3 separate regions of the Mus musculus genome follow, and regions 1 and 2 are each linked to region 3. A link is a contact called in public Hi-C data. All regions are on one chromosome and are shown on one strand. Each heading gives the region's core, a stretch centred on a gene start, on an enhancer-like site or on the middle of the called end of the contact. The rest is flanking DNA. Distances are from core to core; before and after follow the strand shown.

The links. Hi-C and Micro-C count contacts between places; a contact is called where the count stands out from the background.
Region 1: a Hi-C map of the N1E-115 cell line shows a contact between it and region 3, with 9 times the contacts expected there. The contact joins two enhancer-like sites. A contact is called at or near these places in 6 of 484 Hi-C or Micro-C datasets (the N1E-115 cell line, adipose-derived mesenchymal stem cells, cortical neurons and 2 more) and 1 of 9 other capture datasets (embryonic stem cells).
Region 2: a contact with region 3 is called in a Hi-C map of the N1E-115 cell line, with 4 times the contacts expected there. The contact joins two enhancer-like sites. A contact is called at or near these places in 7 of 484 Hi-C or Micro-C datasets (the AtT-20 cell line, the N1E-115 cell line, cortical neurons and 2 more).

Annotation. Positions count from the first base shown.
Region 1 is chr10:25,785,588-25,789,938 of GRCm38.p6, reverse strand. 4930401C15Rik (RIKEN cDNA 4930401C15 gene) reads left to right here. Exons shown (of 5, transcript NR_045349.1): 3 at 1,087-1,238; 4 at 4,302-4,351. Among named protein-coding and RNA genes, the nearest start is that of 4930401C15Rik, 50 kb to the left of the region's middle. Within about 2 kb of position 1,763, at least 35 of the 459 cell types and tissues checked have an H3K27ac peak or open chromatin away from gene starts, as enhancers often do. A contact at or near this core is called in the N1E-115 cell line, where this site is marked.
Region 2 is chr10:25,762,191-25,766,270 of GRCm38.p6, reverse strand. No RefSeq gene overlaps it. Among named protein-coding and RNA genes, the nearest start is that of Gm36543, 50 kb to the right of the region's middle. Within about 2 kb of position 1,825, at least 1 of the 459 cell types and tissues checked has an H3K27ac peak or open chromatin away from gene starts, as enhancers often do. A contact at or near this core is called in the N1E-115 cell line, where this site is marked.
Region 3 is chr10:25,679,360-25,683,645 of GRCm38.p6, reverse strand. No RefSeq gene overlaps it. Among named protein-coding and RNA genes, the nearest start is that of Gm36543, 33 kb to the left of the region's middle. Within about 2 kb of position 2,200, at least 7 of the 459 cell types and tissues checked have an H3K27ac peak or open chromatin away from gene starts, as enhancers often do. A contact at or near this core is called in the N1E-115 cell line, where this site is marked.

The sequences.
Region 1 (4,351 bases), core at 514-3,013, 110 kb before region 3:
CACACCTCCCCAGGAATCTTCAGGCTCTGTTCCTCTTAGGACTCCTTTCAGATCTCCTATTCTTCTTTCTGTTCCAATGCCCAAACCAAATGCTGTTTCTTTCTAAGCACTTCAGTCAGAATATTTTGTTCCTTTTCCGATATTGAAGTAGTTGCAATTGTAGTTAGCTGTTTCTGGTATAATTTTTCACAATCAGAGTCTTGTCTCACCAGGTGATGTGTTTTAATCCTTATAATGTAAAACAATGTAATACCAGAGTTCATCGAAGCATATAATTCCAGCAAGCCTTTTCACATCAAGGAAATGATTCACCCTATTTTCAACAGTATAAAAGAAAGAACTAGGAAGAACTGCAACAGTCTCTTTTAGACACTCCTCCTACCAAGCCTCCAGTTGGAAACACTGCCTCTTGTACCATTGTTCTTCATAATGTTTTCCGTTTGAAAGGCTTTCCTCAGGACAGGTGATGACCTTTTGATGCAATACAGAGTACAAGGTGTGCAGGTGTGCATAGATGTGCAAGTCCTAGCTAGGGAAAAATGTCAACTTGGCTGAGTGGAAGCCTCACAGGTTATCATGAGAAGAGTACCCTGGGAGGTCTATCTGGGGGTTAGCCTCAGGTGAACAACTGTAGGCTATTTGGATGCATTGATGGGGGACATGATCAAAGCAAGTGTGGCAGACCAAATGAAAGAGAGTTTCTAGAGGACAGGGAAGACACGGCATATAGTTTAATTGTGATATAAGAACAAAGGGCTCACGTGACGCTCAGGTGAAGACTTTGTACCTGTGGATCTGAACAGATGTTCAGTAGTCAGCAAGAGAGACATCTGCGAGCTTTATCTTTTCACAACTTGGTGCTAGCATTAGTGCTGTGTTAGAAGCAGGACCACGGGGCCTCTCAGGAAATTACATTGACCTTTTAGGATAAATGAATAGGCTCAAAATTAGATTCTTACACCAACTGACTAAAGGAAAAAGCTATTAAACTGTCAGGCCAGAGCTCAGAGTGGTATTTTATGAATTAGCATGATTCATCTTTCCAGTGAAAGGATCTGACCGAGAGTCATTTCCGCTGCTTCTCAGGATCTTCTCAGGATCAGATACTGGGCGGAGAAGTAGAGCCAGAGTGATTCACGGTGGAGATCAGACTGGACATCTAAACACTAAGTGCATACTCCTGTCATCCGATTCACCCAGACAGCATGCAGTTTTCCTAAATCCACTTGGTCTTTCTGGTAAATATTTAAAATGTCACTTTATAGGTGAGTTTAGTGATTTAGATATACAGAATATAGTCACATATGAAAGAGAATGTAACCCTTTGCAGCTGGCATCCCTTGTGGTGGCCTGACACAGGAACATGGTTTGTGGAATTAAAGAAGTGTCATTCTTAGGTGGGAATATTACATTCAAGTACTGACTGAGAAACAGTCAGTGAAATATAATATAATCATAGAGAGCTTTTGTAAACATTAGTACTTGGACACTCTTAAAAGGGGCAAGGATTTTCCTAGGCCACAGACGTATACATTCATTCGTTTATACTATTGCCTGTTTTCTGTTTCCAAAGACAACCAGGAGTGTTGGAATGAGTATCCTAGAGAGTGGCTGATAAGATAACTGAGCTGCTCTAAAAGAGGACACCTCACACAGACCGGTGTGGTTCAGCTTACCCAGTTTCTCCACCAGAGTTCATTCCTAAGAAAACCTTCAAACCCCCAGCCTCCATGCCATGTCCCCTGGCCACAAGCCCAGCTGCCTGCCTTGTTGCACATTCACCCTCTGAGTCACTGACCTCTGGCCATACACAGGGCAGACATCAAGGTACCTGCAACAGCCCAAAGTTTCCCTTTCCAGTTCGAGGAACAGAGTATGAGCTGCTGGTCTTATAGCTGAGTCTCTCAGGTAGACTCTCAGAGTCCTGGCCCCGAGAGTGGAGGGGCAGAAGCCCCCATCAGTCTGTACAGTACACAAAGGCCTTTATTGAAAGCAGTTCCAGCTAAACACCCTCCTCTCCTTATAGGCTCTAGTCTTGGAAGCACAAACCGTAAACACCTGGCCACAAATCGTCTCAGCATCTGGTTCGAGAGAACCCAACTTAAGATAGAAGCCTTTCTTACATTGGGTCCATTTCCTATTTCTAGTCCATGCTCTGCTATGATCCACCACATTCTTCAGTCATCCGCATCTCCTTCATCCCCCAGTGTGTCTCACCTACCCCTTTTCCAACATGGAAGTCACTTTCCAAGGAATATCTCTTCTTTTTTTTTTTTAAATATTTTTTTTATTACGTATTTTCCTCAATTACATTTCCAACGCTATCCCAAAAGTCCCCCACACCCTCCCCCGCCCCCCACTTCCCTACCCACCCATTCCCATTTTTTGACCCTGGCGTTCCCCTGTACTGGGGCATATAAAGTTTGCCTGTCCAATGGGCCTCTCTTTCCAGTGATGGCCAACTAGGCCATCTTTTGATACATATGCAGCTAGAGTCAAGAGCTCCGGGGTACTGGTTAGTTCATAATGTTGCACCTACAGGGTTGCAGATCTCTTTAGCTCCTTGGATACTTTCTCTAGCTCCTCCATTGGGGGCCCTGTGATCCATCCAATCGTTGACTGTGAGCATCCACTTCTGTATTTGCTAGGCCCCGGCCTAGTTTCACAAGAGACAGCTATATCACGGTCCTTGCAACAAACACTTGCTAGTGTATGCAATGGTGTCATCGTTTGGAGGCTAATTATGGGAGGAGTTGGTTCTTTGAGAAAATCAACAAGATAGATAAACCCTTAGCCAGACTCACTAGAGGGCACAGGAGCAACATTCTAATTAACAAAATCAGAAATGAAAAGGGAGACATAACAACAGATCCTGAAGAAATCCAAAACACCATCAGATCCTTCTACAAAAGGCTATACTCAACAAAACTAGAAAACCTGGACGAAATGAACAAATTTCTAGACAGATACCAGGTACCAAAGTTAAATCAGGATCAAGTTAATGATCTAAACAGTCCCATATCCCCTAAAGAAATAGAAGCAGTCATTAATAGACTCCCAGCCAAAAAAAGCCCAGGACCAGATGGGTTTAATGCAGAGCTCTACCAGACCTGCAAAGAAGATCTAATTCCAGTTCTGCACAAACTATTCCACAAAATAGAAGTAGAGGGAACTCTACCCAACTCATTCTATGAAGCCACAATTACTCTGATACCTAAACCACAGAAAGATCCAACAAAGATAGAGAACTTCAGATCAATTTCCCTTATGAATATCGATGCAAGAATACTCAATAAAATTCTCGCTAACTGAATCCAAGAACACATTAAAGCAATCATCCATCCTGACCAAGTAAGTTTTATTCCAGGGATGCAGGGATGGTTTAATATATGAAAATCCATCAATGTAATCCATTATATAAACAAACTCAAAGACAAAAACCACATGATCATCTCGTTAGATGCAGAGTGTCTCTTCTTGAAGTGTGGTTTATTTCGGGTACAACTATCCCATGCTTTCATGGAAATAAGTTCCCTCCATCCAGAGGACTCCTGTATACAATAAATAAGACAGCCATGAATCTGTGTATGCGACCCACGTTCATTTTCTCTGCTCTGTCATGAGGTTACTCTTCTGTGCTCGATTCTCAACTCCACTGACATCCAGCGTGCAGCACCAACCCTAGCTCAGATTTAAAACTCAGAGTTTTGACTGATAATTGTTGGAGAACGAAAGACCTTTGTCATCAAAACCTTGAGTCATCTTCCTGACAACAAAAGTCCCCATTTTCTGGTGACCTCTCTTCACAATGAGGTTCAAACGCACATGGAATAAGCAATGGTCACTGTCATAACCAAGGTGGTTTGAGGGTTGTATAATAAATCTTTCCAAGGCTAATCGTACAAACATGCCACATTTGCAAACTGGTATTGGGGAAATACTTACCATGTCTGCACTGTGCTTTCCCTGGTGGGAGCTTCAAATGGTTAATGGGCAGTAATCAGAAAATGATTTCGAATTCAAATCAGTGGCAGTGTTTCATTATAGCTGTTTAAAGGTTTGGTCACGAAACAAAGAGAGGTTGATTTCTAAAATGAGGAGGAAGTGCACTCTGTTTACTTCTATTTTCAGCAGATTTTTGTTTCAGAAATTATTTTTAGTGTTGATAAATTATGCTAATTGAGACAACCAAAAAATAGTATATTTGGAACTGAGGGAACATTCTTCACTAATGGATAATTATTTCTTAAGCAAGTTTAAAATTAGACTTGTGTCTTTTAATATTATGTTTGTTTATTTAGAAGAAAAAAAAACACCCTCAAGGGCAAGCTGAGCAGAGAGAACGGAAAAC
Region 2 (4,080 bases), core at 576-3,075, 83 kb before region 3:
CCTCAGTGCTCTGGACTTGCCTATTCCAGAACAAGAAACCCTTAAATTGGAGAAAAGAAAAAAAAAAAAAAAAGATTTCCCTCTATGCTTTCTTCCAGTGGATGAGTTTCCATGGTTTGCTTTAGTCTTCAGTCTATATTTAGTTTGTGCATGGATCAAAAGCAGAGATCAGTCTTACCCTTTGCATGTGGGTGTGTGTTTCTTTCAACAGCATTTGCTGAGACGAGTGCTCCTTTCTATCTCCTGGCCTTGGCTTCCTCCTTGAAATCAGTTGACTTATCTGGGGTTTTCATCCACACCTTCTCTTCTGTTCGCTGCTTGAACATCCATCCTGAAGGCCAGCACCACACTTCATTTCTGCACTTCCATGATACTTTTTGGAACTGACAACTTCAGTGGTATCAGCTCTGTTCTTCTTACTCAAATTGATTTGGCTCTTTTGTGAGCTTGTGATCCTGAGAGGATATTAATTTTTTTCTCTGTGAGAAATGTTATACTGTGATTCTGGCAGAGATTGTGTTACACCTTTCAGTTCCTTTGGAAACTGGATGCTTTTGAAATGTTGCTCCCCCCAACCCCCCACTCCACACCACTCCATGAGAGATCTTTTCTTTAATTACCTGTTTCCTTGAAGCAGTGTTAGCTTTGAATGTCTCAAAGTCCATCTTCTGTCTCCTTGGCTGAGCTTAGTCCTAGGGACTTTGTTGTGGTTTTGGTTTGGTTATTATCTACTGTACATGGGTTTGTTTTGTAAGTTCTTTACTTGGGATGTTTGAATTATAAAGAGATATTACCACAAACTATGGGAAAGGTATAAATGCTGACTTTCAAATGTATCTTGGAGATGCCCTTTAAAAGAGACAAATTATAGTTTTGATATGGGTCCCAAAGAAATAATTTACTTGGCTTTCACATTCTAAGTGAAATTAGATGAGACCTCCAGCCTAGAAAAATGAGAGTATAAACTGACTAAAACTTGCATATCCCTCTCAACACTTAAAAACAAACAAAACTGCCTTCTTATCACCAGCCATGCCTTGATAAAGTACTTGTTACTTCTACTGGGTTTTTTGTTTCTTTGTTTGTTTTGGGTTTTGTTTGTTTGTTTGTTTGTTTTTTGGTTTTTTGTTTGGTTGGTTGCTTTTGGTTTTTCAAGACAGGGTTTCTCTATGTAGCCCTGGATGTCCTGGAACTCACTTTGTAGACCAGGCTGGCCTCGTCTACTCCACCTGCTTCTGCATCCCGAATGCTGGGATTAAAAGTGTGTGCCACCATGTCCGGCCTACTTCTACTGTTTTAAACATCCTGGTGGCGCACGCCTTTAATCCCAGCACTCAGGAGGCAAAGGCAGGCGGATTTCTGAGTTTGAGGCCAGCCTGGTCTACAGAGTGAGTTCCGGGAAGTGGAGGCAGGCTGCAGGAGCTGCAGCCATAGTCAGGAGGCTGGGCATGAGGGATGGTGCTCTGCTATATTTCAGCTTTTGTCAGTTGATTGCCTCAGCCCATGGAATGATGTCACCTAATGTTGGCATGGGGCTTCCTACCTCAAATACTCTCTAGATAATCATCAAAGGCATGCCTAGAGGCTGGTCTCTAAAGTCATTACAAATCTTGTCAAGTTGTCAGTCCACGTTAGCTACCGCAAGTCCACCATTTATCAACCTGACCGAACACGTTGCATTTAAGCCATCTCCTCCCAATCACGGTCTCCTCAGGCCCACAGCCATCTCATAATGGGAGTCCATCCAGTCCACTCAGTCAGCCCTCACAATTCCCCATATATTTATTAGTTCTGATACCAGTTTAAAGTTCAAAGCCACTTCTGAGACTCAACCAACCTCTTAACTGAGTCCCATAGCATTAAAAAACAAGTTATGTCATTACATTACGCAAAGGCACAGAAAAAATACTCCAAAAGAGGTGGAGAGGCCGGGCTGGGCAGGGGCTGGTCATATCAAAAAGCAGGGGTGAAAGACAGCAGGGCAGAAACCAAGCTCTGCAACTCCATGCCAGGTATCTGGGGGTATGTTGTGGAATCACTTGGGTTCCCAGGGGCTTACAGGGCCCCATGCCTCCAGCTCTGCTTCCTGCAGCACACAGACCAATAGTTGAATTAACTACATTTTGTATTGTTCTCATTATTCTTGTTGCCTACTGCCACTTTTAAGATAATAAATATACCTGAAACAAGAGAATATTTACATCCAATCAATTTTTTTTTTATGTCTAACAAGTCACTGCAACAGGACTGATGGGTCAATTGGTAGGATAATTAGAAAGAAAGACTTCTTCCTGTTGGTGAAATAGCAACTGGTGCTAGCAGCTGGGTGCAGCTCCCCAGGTGCTGAAAGAATGATGCCTGAGTCTCTGGGAGAGCTGCAAAGGATTTAGTATCTGTAAATGATACTGTGTCCCAGACAGCAGCAGTACCAAACAAAGATGTGCACACCCTACATGACTCCCAATGCCCCAGGCTTAATCAAGTCGCAGCTGCTGGTGTTCAAGCCCATTGGAAAAAGTCACAGAAAACTTTGCTGGTGATTAATAAAGTTGGTTTTAAAGTTATTGGAGTTAAAAGGCAAAGTTGCTCATATTGCAGATTTAAAAAGCATTTCACAAATTGGGTCTTTAAGGAATATTCTTAACATGTTTAAGACAGAAAAAAAAAGATAAAGTGAATAACAGCAAATTGAAGATGAAGGATAATTCATTATTTGTGGTTCTCAGTAATTCCATCTCTTCCAGGATGATCAATATTGACCAAAAAGATAAACTGTCAATGAACAGTAGGATAAAAAAATGGCGTCTTAAAAAAATTCTATCGGCCAGCCTGGTCTACAGAGTGAGTTCCAGGACAGCCAGGGTTATACAGAGAAACCCTGCCTCGAAAAACCAAAAAAAAAAAAATTCTATCACTTAAAACTATAGTTTCATAAAAACAAATCAACTGACTGATATTTTATTTGGGGTATACCTTTTACTTGGATGTTTAAAAGGCTAGTCAGTTGCATACACGTCTTTAATCCAAATATTTGGAGACTTATTTTGTCTATTGAAACTACTGTCATCTACCAGAAAAAAAAAAAAACTATAATGGAAACTTCTTCACCAAACCTGAACCTTCCTGAGCTCACACCCACTCGTTCTTCATCTACAATAGACACAGGTGGGGGTGTCGGGAAGCTCAAAGGTCAACAAGCTCATGAATAGAAGCAGCACCTCTTGGCCCTAGTCACAGAGTCACAAACATGTGACTTCTGGTGATTCTTATCCAAAATAGACCTCCATCTTCAAATTTTCTTTTAAATTATTTTCAGTTGCCAGGGATATAGGATTCAGAGTGCAAATAAGTGACAGCCTTGCCGAAAACTCAGGACCGTTTTGAGGATTTAACCACCATCCTGATAAACCAATTATGAGGTGGAAAATGAAAGAATTTCTCTAATCCATAAGGCAATAAGACATTAATATTCGTTTTTTGAAAAGCCAGGTTCCTTTTGTAAACAGCACTGATTGTGTTCTGAACCTGAAAGCAATGCAGGCACCCCAGATGTGTTGTGGTTCTTAACCACTGTCATAATACTTGTCCACTGGTCTTCAGATTAAATTTCAGGACTCCAGTATCAACCCTGACTTCTTAGGGAAAATGTCAGCACACTGACATTTCATAAGAGCAGCACTGGCTTCTTCAGAAAATTAAGCTTCCCTCTGCTAGCAAGCAAGCGACTGTTGACCCACCTCTCACTTAGTTCAGCTTGCTTCATTATGATCAGTAAACTTCATTCTGACACCAACTGTGACAAATGCAAAACAAGCTTGTGGCTGCCCTCAGGCTCACAGTATTCACAAATACCTGGAGACATGGGCATAGTGTGGTCCTTTAAAATCTAACATAGGTGGTGCCAATTTATCTAACTTGACTATTTCATTAGAATCATCAAATGGTACCTGGAAATTAGCATTATATATTATTATTCATACTTACACTCCAAGTCCCACTTTAGTTCCCTACTTTGATTTAAAGATGCATCCCAGTAAACTATCTCTAGAGAGATAGTCAAGTGGATAGGAAAACATGCCT
Region 3 (4,286 bases), core at 951-3,450:
GGAGGGAGACACCTGATGATCGGCCCTTTCTCCTCAAAGACACACAAAGTACTAAAAACATAATCCACAACTCCTCCTAAGGGTTCCATGCATGCTTCTCAGAGATGAAAAATGATTGCAAACAGAAGATTCCAGCTCAGTCCAAACTAGGCAGAAGCCGCAGTAATGCAGAGAATCCTTGGAGATAAAAAGAGATTTCTATCCCCATCACCAAAGGCATTGTCTCACTCCATAAACCTAGAAGTAAATTTCAAAAGGTGCTGTGGCTTCTAAATTTTCTGCTTATATAGCCAGATGTCCATTGTCTTTTTAAAGAGAAGACAAAAAGGAGTAATTACAATTCCCAGATAACCCAAACCCCACATGTTGGCCAGTAGTTACTACTCTCTCACTGACCAGAGAATCCCAGCAACCAAATTACAGAGCTGCATGAAGTCGGTGTCAACTTATTTTTATCCTTGCAACAAGCCTGCCAACCTCCCAGTTCCTGCTGCCATTCATCCAGCTCTTACCTTGCTTTTCCAGCATAGACACTTATTAGGCAGAGAGGCAAAACTCTCCTGTCAAGAGAAAAGGACCTATAAACCATTCTCCAGCAAAGGGAACATGGTCTTTGAGGTTGTCATAGCACTGGGATCCCAGGTTGATTAGGTCCCTCTCAGGACTCTCTGTGCATGCCTCAGTGATAATAGCACAAATTTGTTAACTAGCTAAGAAGGCTCCACTTGTGGTTGGCAGCATCCAAAATAGAGTCCCATGATTCCCACTAGCACATCCCTTGTAACCAACAAATAACAGGAACAGCAAAGTAAAAAAGAGACACTAAAGCCATGTTGAGCAATTCATGTGTAGAGATATGTGCATGTGTACTGGGTGTCTCTCTCTATCACTACCCACCTAAGACTTTGAGAAAGGGCATCTCACCTCTTTTATAGGGCTCAGCTTGGAGAGTTAGCCACTCGTCCCTCAGGCTGTAATAGAGGGGGAAGGTCAGGCCAAGGGTCAAGTTCCTTTTCTAACAGTAAAGTGAAGAACACAACTGCCTCGTGAAACTGAGAATATTGCTGGAGATTGCTGCCCAGGGACTTCAGGCTAAAGCAGGAATTATCTGGCACTGCTAGACTCCAAAAGCATTAGCCTGGCACTGTTGGAGTCCCTGACCAAATGTGCCTGTGAATCTTTAAGAACAAGCTTCAACTTGAAATTTTGAAACAAGGAAAATTATGTGAGTGTCATTTTTTCCCATGTTAAAAGTACAGCAGCAAATGTTCTTTCTGATATTGGGGGTGGGGGTGGGGATGTTTAAAAGGCTTTTTCTTTTAAAAACCTTTCTTTTCAAGGAGTTAAAATTATTGAAGAGCTGGCTGGGCAGATGACTCAAATGGATAATGAGGATCCGAGTTCAGATCCTCAGAACCTATACAAAAGCCAGGCACCACAGCACACATGTATAATCCTAATGTTAGTCAGGCAAAGACAGAGGCAGCCCTGGGGCTTGGACCGCCAATCTAAACAAAAGAAGAAGCCACAGGATCAGCGAGAAGTCTTAAAAAAAAAAAAAAAAAAAGATGAGAAGCAACAGAGGAAGGCACTCACCAGCCATCAAGTTGGGTCGGAACCACATGCATACTTATCTGCATGCACAAATGTACATGCACACACACCATACGTACAAATGTCATGGAAGTAAACTTCCTTCCTATAAAGAATCATTTGGACACAAACCAAGTGCAGAGATGAAATCTCTGCCTTTGGAGACTGATGGTGGGTTCAAATCCCGGCTCTATCACTCTCGAGTCAGCTTCTCCATGTAAATTGACAGTGACGGATACTGTTCTAACTACAGTGTGGTAAGGATTTGAAAAATGAAAACTCACAAAAAAATGAACAATAGAAATATTTATATGCTAAACCGTGTGATGCATGTATCCAGGGCTCTGTAAACATCAGACATCACTTTTCAGTCTAGTTCCCCAAGGAACATACTTGAAAGCCATGGCAGTTGAGTTTAAATAGGTCAAGGATAAAAGAACTGAGAGACTTTTCCAGTTTACACTCACTCCTTGGACTACTGACCATCTTCATTTTAAATAAAAAGGGAAAAGAAGAAGAAGTACACAGTCGCAATACACCTTTATCAAAAGCGTGTCTGTTTATCTTTCTATTGCTCTTTGTAAGGGTTAAGGTTACTTTTTGGCGCCACCAAGTGGCCACACTTAACGGCACAGTGACACTTCCCCAGGTTTTGTTTTAACTGAAAGGATCTAGGAAGCCTTTTTAATAGACCTTTTCATACCCCTGAAAATGAGGGGAAGCACTCTGGGTTGAGCAAAACAGCGAACATTACCAGTGACTCTGTAGAAAACTGGCAAGAAGAAAGCTCTCCGTGAGGAAAAGCAAGGATGCAATGTGTACTTTTTTTTTTCCTGTTGCTTTGCTATGCTTTGCTTTGCCTTTTTTCCCCGTCTTGTGAGTCTTTTGCCTGCTTGTCTTGATTTTTGTTTCTCAGTCACTTGTTTGTTGTTGGTTTGTTCTTGTTTCTTGTGTGGTTTGGAGACAAAGAGAGAACACATTTACATGAAGTTGCATGGATGGTGGAAATTACCTGGGAGTAGTTGGAGGCGGGGAAATATGATCAAAGTACACTATTTGGAACATTTTTTAATTAAAAAATTAGAAACTTAAGGAAAATAGAAATATCAGCGAGGCCTCTGGACAGGAAGTGATCAGGGCCCAGAGCTGCCCTTGCTTCAGTGTGTGCGAAGCCCTTCACTCATTTCTAAGTTTTAAGAAATGTCAGTCAGCATGGTGACATGCTGCTATATCTATAGATCAGTGATGCACTCGACCCACATCGGAGAAGCTTCTGGGAGTAGATGGGAAGCAACACAGAGATCCATAGTAGGACAACGTGCTGACAGGCATCTTCATCAAATCTCTCTGCTCAGGTTCAGGGAGCTCTGGTGGAGAGGAAGAGGAAAGCCAGAGGTGATGGGGAATACCGAGGAGACAATGTCTTCCAACCACCACAGGACTGGTGCACATACGGACTCACGGAGACTGTGAAGCATGCAGCCGGCCTGCACAAGTCCATGCCAGTATGGGTCCCAGGGCTATAGGGGAGAAGTTGACAGAGAAGTCCCACACATAACAGGAAGTCATCTCCAATAGATCCATTTTTCCGATGGAATTTCACTTGGCTTATGAACCACACTCCAGGACAGGCCCCGGAAATGGTTGGCCAACATAAAACAAATTCAATGTGTACTTTTTTTTTTTCCTGTTGCTTTGCTTTGCTTTGCTTTGCCTTTTTTCCCCGTCTTGTGAGTCTTTTGCCTGCTTGTCTTGATTTTTGTTTCTCAGTCACTTGTTTGTTGTTGGTTTGTTCTTGTTTCTTGTGTGGTTTGGAGACAAAGAGAGAACACATTTACATGAAGTTGCATGGATGGTGGAAATTACCTGGGAGTAGTTGGAGGCGGGGAAATATGATCAAAGTACACTATTTGGAACATTTTTTAATTAAAAAATTAGAAACTTAAGGAAAATAGAAATATCAGCGAGGCCTCTGGACAGGAAGTGATCAGGGTCCTTCGGAGACTGGTGGTGGGTTGAAATCCAGAGCGTGCTTTCTGTAAGCAACTCTGTGCCTTTACACCCATACAGTCAGAAAAGCAAAGAAGAGAAACCTTCACCCCGTTTTATGAGCACTGACTGGAGGGCTGGAGCAATCTATTCACCCATCTTCTACTTCCCACTGAAGCCTCTGAAAAGTCATCTATAAAACAATAATCTTCTTAAGGCTTTTGTGTGTGTGTGTGTGTAAATCTCTTTCTACGGTTTGGTTGGCAATATGGTACATTCTGGAGAGGCCACCTTTTCCCTGATCATTTTCCTCCTTCTTCTTCTTTACATCTTTATCCCGTCAACATCAAAAAGGGACTCGTGCTAGCTGCACCATGTACATGGTGCTCTTCTTTATAAAGTCTGAGGTGGAAATTTTGACATCCTGTATTTTAAAATTCTCCTCCTATTTTTTTTTTTTTACAAGAATCAGGACCCAGGTAGAAGTTCAAATTAAACACAGTGCCTAAAAATTATTTTTAAAATGTATCAGTATACCAAAACAATGAATGTAGGATTTTAATATAATCTACTCTCATGCCAACTTATATTACTATTCAAATTGTCATAGTTTCTTTGCTCAAAGGTATATAATGGTCAAGTCTGATCGTTCAGGTCCATAATTCCAGCTGCTCAGCAGACTTCAGAGAATCAGGCCTGCTTTA